Linked DNA regions of Sus scrofa: region 2 is linked to region 1. A link is a contact called in public HiChIP or PLAC-seq data. All regions are on one chromosome and are shown on one strand. Each heading gives the region's core, a stretch centred on a gene start, on an enhancer-like site or on the middle of the called end of the contact. The rest is flanking DNA. Distances are from core to core; before and after follow the strand shown.

Region 1 (3,835 bases), core at 575-3,074:
AAATAACATATTCTTTAATATTTTAAGTAAGTGGATGACTGCTTTGTTTCTCTGATAAATATTGATAGTTCATAGACTCATTAAATGGCTTCAGAAATGGATGTGGTTCAGAGCTTGATTGATGTTTCAAGGTCTCTGGTTTGAATTTGGTCACAACCAGGAAGTTTAGCTCCTTTTTCTTCCTGGGTCCTAGTGAGGAACTTTTTATACCAGTTCCAATAAGGCAGATGACTATCATGTGGTCCTAACTAGTGAGAGGATGAGGGCAGTACACTGCATGAATGGGGATGAATACTCCCTTAATTACATTGGGCTACATTATCTGGACCTCAGTGGAAATTCAAATCCCAGTGCCTGCCTCAATATATACTTTGTACATGGGAATCTAACTGAAATTATTAACATGGAATTTATGTGTGCTTTGGGGGGGGAGTGTTCTATTTTAATTTGGAAGATTATGTAGAAAAACTAGATACACTTTTTAAAAACACTCATAATTGCGCCACCTTGAGATAGTTCGTTTATTTTTACAATTAGAATTCAGTATTTTATATAGTATAGATTTAGTGTAAATACTATTTTTTATTCTGCTCCTTTCACTTAAAATCATATAACCTAGTACTTCTTACTCAGTTCATGGTATACTTTTATATCATTTCTCTCTTAGGCAGAGTTTGTAAAAAATAATTCAACATTTCATAGAATCTGATTGTTCATGTTCTGTATGAAGAATAAATTAATCTCCAGATTTAAGTAGAAAAAATGATGGTTTAAGCAGTAATTTAATCAATAATAATGGTTTTTTTTTTGACCCAATGTTGACTGAAGTGTTTATATTTTGATCAATTTCTGAAAGTGGCAAAAGCTATTTTGTTACTTGGAGATTTTTCTGCTATGTTTAGAACCAAAATACATTATGATTTCACATTTTGAAGCTTGGTAGGAAATATAAGTCTTGTTAAGAAAATATAAAAGAAAAACAAGTGATGAAAAGCAAAAGAAACGATACACTTTTTGTGTTATGGAACATGAACTTGCTATTTCTGTTGATACTCTTATGTCAAAGTAGTTATCTCACATGTGACGTTCATTAAAAGGCATTTCTCTTGGTTAATCCTTGGATGCTCCCGTGTGGCAGCTCTGTCCTTGATCTGGTTCCAAAGAAGAGACTGAACACTTGCCCAAGTTTAAGCCTTCAGCAAGCAGAATTAGAGCCAGTGCTCATGATTCCTCTTTCTGTCCAACATATTTGCCACATAACCATATTTTCATTCAAATTAAACCTTATATGATATCAAAAATAGTAAAAAGTATAAGATTGGAGAACTACATAAACATGCCTGTTTGATTCAGGGCTTTGTCTCAGATCTGTGAGGCCTGCCTGCAGCTGAGGTCCACGTTGTGGGGTGTGCAGGCACCCCCTGGAATAAATGATGTGCCTTGGTCATGCAACTCGGGGACAGTGAGCAGACAGTTTTGCCAGAGGGTCAGTTTGCTGACTTCCACAGCTCTCCCCTGGAAGAAGAGAGGAGGAAACCAAGACTCAAAGCAATAGCGTGCATATGGTCAGAATTATGGGATGGGAAACAGCCAAAACATTTTTTTTTTTCTGGGTGTCTTTTATATCCAGAGTGGAGGCTGTATAATTTATCATTCAAACTGGGACACTTTTGAGAGTGAAAGGGGAGTACTATTAATAATGACACTAGGACAACAGGCATAAACTGGGATTGTCCCTGGCAAACAGAGATGTATGGGTCACTCTATTTATAGCACGTCCTGACCTCTTTCATTCCCTTGAGCATGTTAGAGGTGATGATGTCAGGCAGGCAACTGAGTCACTGGGAGGAGCAAAGTATTCTCTAACAGGCCACTACTGTCCTGGCAGGTGTCTTCTTTATCTACCCGTAGCCAGTTGAAAAAAGCTTGTCTTTGGCCCATATGCTCACTGCTTAGCTTAGAACTGTTTCCTTAAGCAAATGAAAGCACACAGAAGCACCAAAGTTATTAAGACTCATTATCTTGTAGTGCTTTGCCTCTTGGGTAGCAGGGATTAACCAAGTCCTAGACTTTTGACTGCTGTTTTAGATGAAGTAGTCAAGAATCTTTTCTGCAGAAACATCCTTTCCTGTGAAAGGTAGAGAATGGCCTGGCTCTGCAGTATTGGTCTGGAGTGCCCTTTCCAGAGGGAGGGCTGGGCTTCAAAGACAACTAATGACAAGTGAAAGAGAGGCCAGCCATCCTTATCCACAATTTTCCTCCCCCCAACCTTCTCCTTCTCCACCTCCCCTCATTTGATCGTGGTCACAGTGCTGCCTGACATCTGCTGAACGCATTTGGCTCATTTCTCCCTTTCACACTTTCAAAAATAGATCCTCGTCCCTCCCAAGATGTTGTTTACACGAGGGGCTTCATAACGGATTCTAACGGAAGACACTGAAAAGGTAACTTGTCAGAGGGGAAAGAGGGTGGCTGCTGGGGGCAGGGTTTAAGTGGGAATTAACTCTGTTGAAGAAAGTGGGGTTTTACAGTCCTAGGAATGAAAGCAGTGAGGTCCTCAAGTGGGGAATCCTATTGGAAACCAGAGCTGTAAGAAAATATGTCCTTAGAGTTAAAGTAGTCTGATGGCCTAGAGCAGGGCTCGTCACAGATTACTGGGCAAGTGAATCATCTGGAATCGTGTTACGGTGCAGACTCAGATTCAGTGAGTCTGTGGCAGGACCTGGGATTTGTGCCTCTAACGTGCTGCCATGTGAGGGCCATGCTGTTGACACTTGGTCCATACTTTGAAGAGTGTGGTTTTAGATGACTGTAGGATGTGGGACAGAGGTCAGAAGAACTGTGTTCTTGTCCTGGCTGCTGCAACTCAGGCCAGTTGGGTCATCACTCTTTTATGTAGCCTTGTATCTAAAATCAAGCTAGTGATAGTTTCCCTATTATATGTCTCACGAGGTAATTTGGAACCTATGTTTAAGCAACGTGCATTTCAAAAAAGAAATACAAAAATCATGAGATGATAGAAAATAGGCAAGCCTTCAAATATAAAATATTTCTAGAAAGAAAAACTTTAAAATGGTGGAAGTAAAAAAAAAAAAATGGTGGAAGTCTCACTGAATATGCCGTGCAAACTGAACGTTTACAAATGAAATATGGTCCTATTGTCCACTTTAAGAGCTAAATACACTTCAAAAACTCAGCTCCCGAGTTTGAAAAACAGACGTTGGAAATGATTATTTAAATCACCAAAGAGCACTTCCAAAAGGATTTTGTGGGTCTCTCTTTAAAAGTAAATTTCCCTAGGAAAACTCACATTGAATTTTTTTAGATGAAGGAGGTGTACTTCTGTCGTTCTTCCTCCGACAAAAGAACAAACCAAAGATATGGTCTCCAAATTCTACATATATAGAGAGAGTCATGAAAACCTCAAGCTCGATAGCCTTTTAAAAAATCCCGAGCTGGGAAAGCCCTAGAATCTCAGGAAGACACACAGACTTCTTGGGCTGACAGATTTGTCTTTGGGATGAAATTTTTCATAGCTTGTCATCATTTGTCCAAATGCGCCAAATGGAAAACAAAAGTTGGAGCTGAAAACTGAGTCAGGTATTATTTCCCCCCAGTTCTCCTCAATTGTTTTGTGATGTGTGGGATTTGCATTCTGGGTGACTAGAAAGCAGAGAGGGAGATGTTCTTAAGTTTCCTGGCTTTAAAACCACAGCATGTATCTATAGTATTTCCCATACTTCGTTGGTGTTTGGCAGTCATCTTAAACACATATTCCTCACAACAACCTCTCAAGGTAGGTTGAAATGATCAAAAATGATTTGTCCCCAGTGAA
Region 2 (3,835 bases), core at 608-3,107, 630 kb before region 1:
ACTGGGAGGTCCTATTGTAGCTCAGCAGAAACAAATCTGACTACCATCCATGAGAATGCAGGTTCAACCCCTGGCCTCACTCAGTGGGTTAAGGATCTGGCGTTGCGAACTGCGGTGTAGGTCGCAGACGCAGCTCGGATCCTGTGTTGCTGTGGCTGTGGTGTAGGCCAGCAGCTGTAGCTCTGATTCGACTCCTAGCCTGGGAACTTCCGTATGCTGCAGGTGTAGCCCTAAAAAGCTAAAAAAAAACAAAACAAAAAAAGCAAAACAAAGAATAATAGATGAAAAAGGTACAGACGGCTTGATGTAAGAACTATATCTTTGAACTCATGGCAATGTAATCTCTGCTGTCAAGTGTCTACCATATCATTAGGCTACAGGTATAAAAACAACCACCATGACTATATCTAATGACAACATTTCATCCCTCAAATGCTTATGCTTGTTTATTTTTCCAACTATGGCTTTTGTAAATTTTGATATATAAAACTGCATATAATTCAGAATTCTCATAAAAGCATAAATTGTACATTTTAATTATATAATAGCTCAAAGAAAAATGTTCATGATTTTCATTTTAAGAGGTTAATTTAAATAAATTTTGGAAATGTGGTATAACTTTTTCAAAATACGTTCTGAAATTCTAATTGTATTAGAACAACAAAGATAAATACAGAGGTGGTTAAAAGTTTATTCTGTTTTGGAAACTGGTCTTTGATTCATACTGAAAAGTAGCTATCAATCTTCAAAGCAAGAAATCTGATTCTAAGAAATTCTGATTTCTATTATCAAAAAATTCATATCATATACATTTTACATCACTTTACTTCATGAATATCAGAATATGTAAGGAACAGCTGCTTGTCATTACTGAACTAAGAAATCCTGGTTGGTTGAAATTAATGATCTACTCCATCTGGTTTGAAACACAAAGTGGTATTTCATAACTACTGTAAAGTTCAGTTAGGAAGAAATCTATTCAATTTTCAAAGTAAAGTATCACTTTTCCAGGATTCAAGTATCTATATCAAATACAAAAATAATGCAGCATTATGGGCAATATATACAATACACTATTATGAAAACATGAATGAGTACACAGTAGAAAAAAATGAGCCATCAATTCAGATACAATTATTTTAAATGCTTATTTCCAGTCTGCTACAGATCTTAATTAGAAATCCTTTCCTTCTTCTTTTCAACTAAATGATTTCAATAAAGTTATTAATATTGACAACAGTGCAACACATTAAAGGGCAAAACATGCAAAAACTAACTGTTCTTGCCAAAATCCCTGAAAAAAGGCAGGATGGCAGAATCAACAAAGTTATGATATATGTAAAATATATGTACAAATTAAATTTTACCTTGAAGATACTGGCAGTTTTGAATGAAAAAAAATTATTGCTGTAAAGTATCTAAATCTTCCCAACCAGAATACCAAATAGGGGTCGCTAGCTAGAAACTAAAGCAAAACCATGGCAAAATGAGACTGTTAAAATGAAATACATTGGAAGACTAACATAAATTAGTAAAATATACATTTAAATACAAGCAGAATAGAGTAAGATATCACTTTCACACGGAAGTCAGAAATCTTGAAGATGTCATTTTTAAGTTACACATTCTAGAAGGCAATAAACTAAGAGCAATTAATTTTCCTAGTTACAGCCTTTTTAATGGAGATGACATTAAAGATTAACTTGGAAAAAAATAATGGTGAGCTAATAGATTTGCTTGGTATGTATTGATGTTATGTCTGAAATCATTAGCCGAAGACTATTTATATATCAAAAGTGCTTACAAAGCTTGGCAATGAGCAAGGCTGATAGACTAAAATTGCTATTTATAGCACACAAACAATTTATTTTTGCTTTGGTTATCATCTTACCTGAGCTGTAGAAAAGGTCAGGTCTCTCGAGAATATCTCCTTCATGGATGTATGGCTCAATTCGATCATCACCATACAAGTACTGCTCACTCTCATCCATCTGACGACTCTCTACCATCTCCAGCCACTGAGAGTTATGCCAGCGAAACTTTTCACTCTGAATTTTCTTAGCCCATTCTTCATCATATTCCTGTGGCAAAAAATAGTCAATTATTTTTGTGTAAGTTTGTGAAGGAATTCCCTTGGCACTCAAGATAGTACTTTTATAAGAAGAGAATGGTGGGGGATTGTTTGGGTTAGAGGAAACATTAAAAGTACTTGTTTAGAATTATTGTATACAATAACCAATAAAAATCAAATACATATATTAAAGACATCTCTGTTTAGATTACCAATCACTACTGGCAATGGCAAAAATTAGAAAAGTTCAAATTTCACAAATTCTTTTTAAGTATTACTAGAATTCAGGTAAGCAATCAGACTTCAGCTTCCAAAAAGTTTTGTGACTATAATTATTGTGGCAGTGACAGGTAGTTAAGTATTAAAATTATATCTTTTGCTGCATCTTTTTGTTTAGATAACATTTTTTAGTAGAAAAAGAATCACTATTAACAACTGAAATGGTTTATTACAAAAACAAATATAATTTAATTCGATTCTGTTTCAACCACAAAATAATGTCTTATTTATAATTATTTCTTTAAATATCTCCTGCTTCAACCATGAACTCTTGAGGAGCAAGACTGTGGCTTATTCACATATTTGTGACATCTGTTTACACACAAGTCATTGGTGGATGTTTCTGAAGGACAAGTAGGCAAGATATAAGCTACAGCTGAACCTATCTAGTGCCCTACAGTTTACGGTTACTTCTGACAAGTATATTCACTTGAAAATTAATAGACAGTGCTACTGATAGCCTAGATAGAAAAAAAAAAAAGGCTTCAGGTATTTGTCATTTGAATCCCGGGGTCCTTAATCTTGAATTCCTCTGTCATATCTTTAACACTTTTGTTTACAATTCTTTTCTTTTCTTTTTTTTTTTTTTTTTGTCTTTTTGCTATTTCTTGGGCCACTCCCACGGCATATGGAGGTTCCCAGGCTACGGGTCTAATCGGAGCTGTGGCCGCCAGCCTACGCCAGAGCCACAGCAAAGCAGGATCTGAGCCGCGTCTGCAACCTACACCACAGCTCACGGCAACGCCGGATCGTTAACCCACGGAGCAAGGGCAGGGACCAAACCCGCAACCTCGTGGTTCCTAGTCGGATTCGTTAACCACTGCGCCACGACGGGAACTCCTACAATTATTTCCTTAAATTTAACTTTCAAATTATCAATATATCTCTTAGCAGTATCAGCTGTCACACTATGTGTTCTATACTGTACATCTCTGAAACTATATAGATGTTCCTTTTCAAATAAGGTTGGTGGAGGTAGAAGATATTTTTTGGCTATGGTAATGCTAATGGCAATTTTACCACCAAATTATTATTATTATTATTTTGCTTTTTTTTTTAGGGCCACACCCACGGCACATGGAAGTTCCCAGGCTAGGGGTCAAATTGGAGCTGCAGCTGCGGGTCTATGCCACAGCCACAGCAATGCAGGATCTGAGCTGTATCTGAGACCTACACTACAACTCACAGTAACACTGGATCCTTAACCCACTGAGCGAGGCCAGGGATTGGAACCTGCATCCTCATGGATACCAGTCAGACTTGTTTCCGTGAGGCACGACAGAAACTCCTACCACCAAATTACTAAGCTTTCATTCTTTCTAATGGTTATCTATTAATATTCCCATTAGGTAGTTTATTTGCTAATATAATTATCTGAAATTAAATAGTACAAAAGATCTAGTACAAATATTAATTATTTTATTTTAAAGTAATAAATACTTAATTCAACTGTTATATCAATATTTGAATAACTGATTTTTTTTA

The links. HiChIP or PLAC-seq counts read pairs in DNA pulled down with a chosen protein or histone mark.
Region 2: a contact with region 1 is called in an H3K27ac HiChIP or PLAC-seq map of skeletal muscle. The contact joins two enhancer-like sites. A contact is called at or near these places in 1 of 47 Hi-C or Micro-C datasets (embryonic fibroblasts) and 1 of 2 datasets of contacts at active chromatin or transcription factors (skeletal muscle).

The regions. Positions count from the first base shown.
Region 1 is chr4:80,435,765-80,439,599 of Sscrofa11.1, reverse strand. All of the region lies in intron 3 of PRRX1 (paired mesoderm homeobox protein 1), which reads left to right. All of the region lies in intron 2 of LOC106510093 (a long non-coding RNA gene), which reads right to left. Among named protein-coding and RNA genes, the nearest start is that of PRRX1, 65 kb to the left of the region's middle. Within about 2 kb of position 1,824, at least 8 of the 83 cell types and tissues checked have an H3K27ac peak or open chromatin away from gene starts, as enhancers often do. A contact at or near this core is called in skeletal muscle, where this site is marked.
Region 2 is chr4:81,067,978-81,071,812 of Sscrofa11.1, reverse strand. It overlaps KIFAP3 (kinesin-associated protein 3), which reads right to left. Exons shown (of 21, transcript XM_021089425.1): 18 at 1,892-2,081. Among named protein-coding and RNA genes, the nearest start is that of SCYL3, 64 kb to the left of the region's middle. Within about 2 kb of position 1,857, at least 1 of the 83 cell types and tissues checked has an H3K27ac peak or open chromatin away from gene starts, as enhancers often do. A contact at or near this core is called in skeletal muscle, where this site is marked.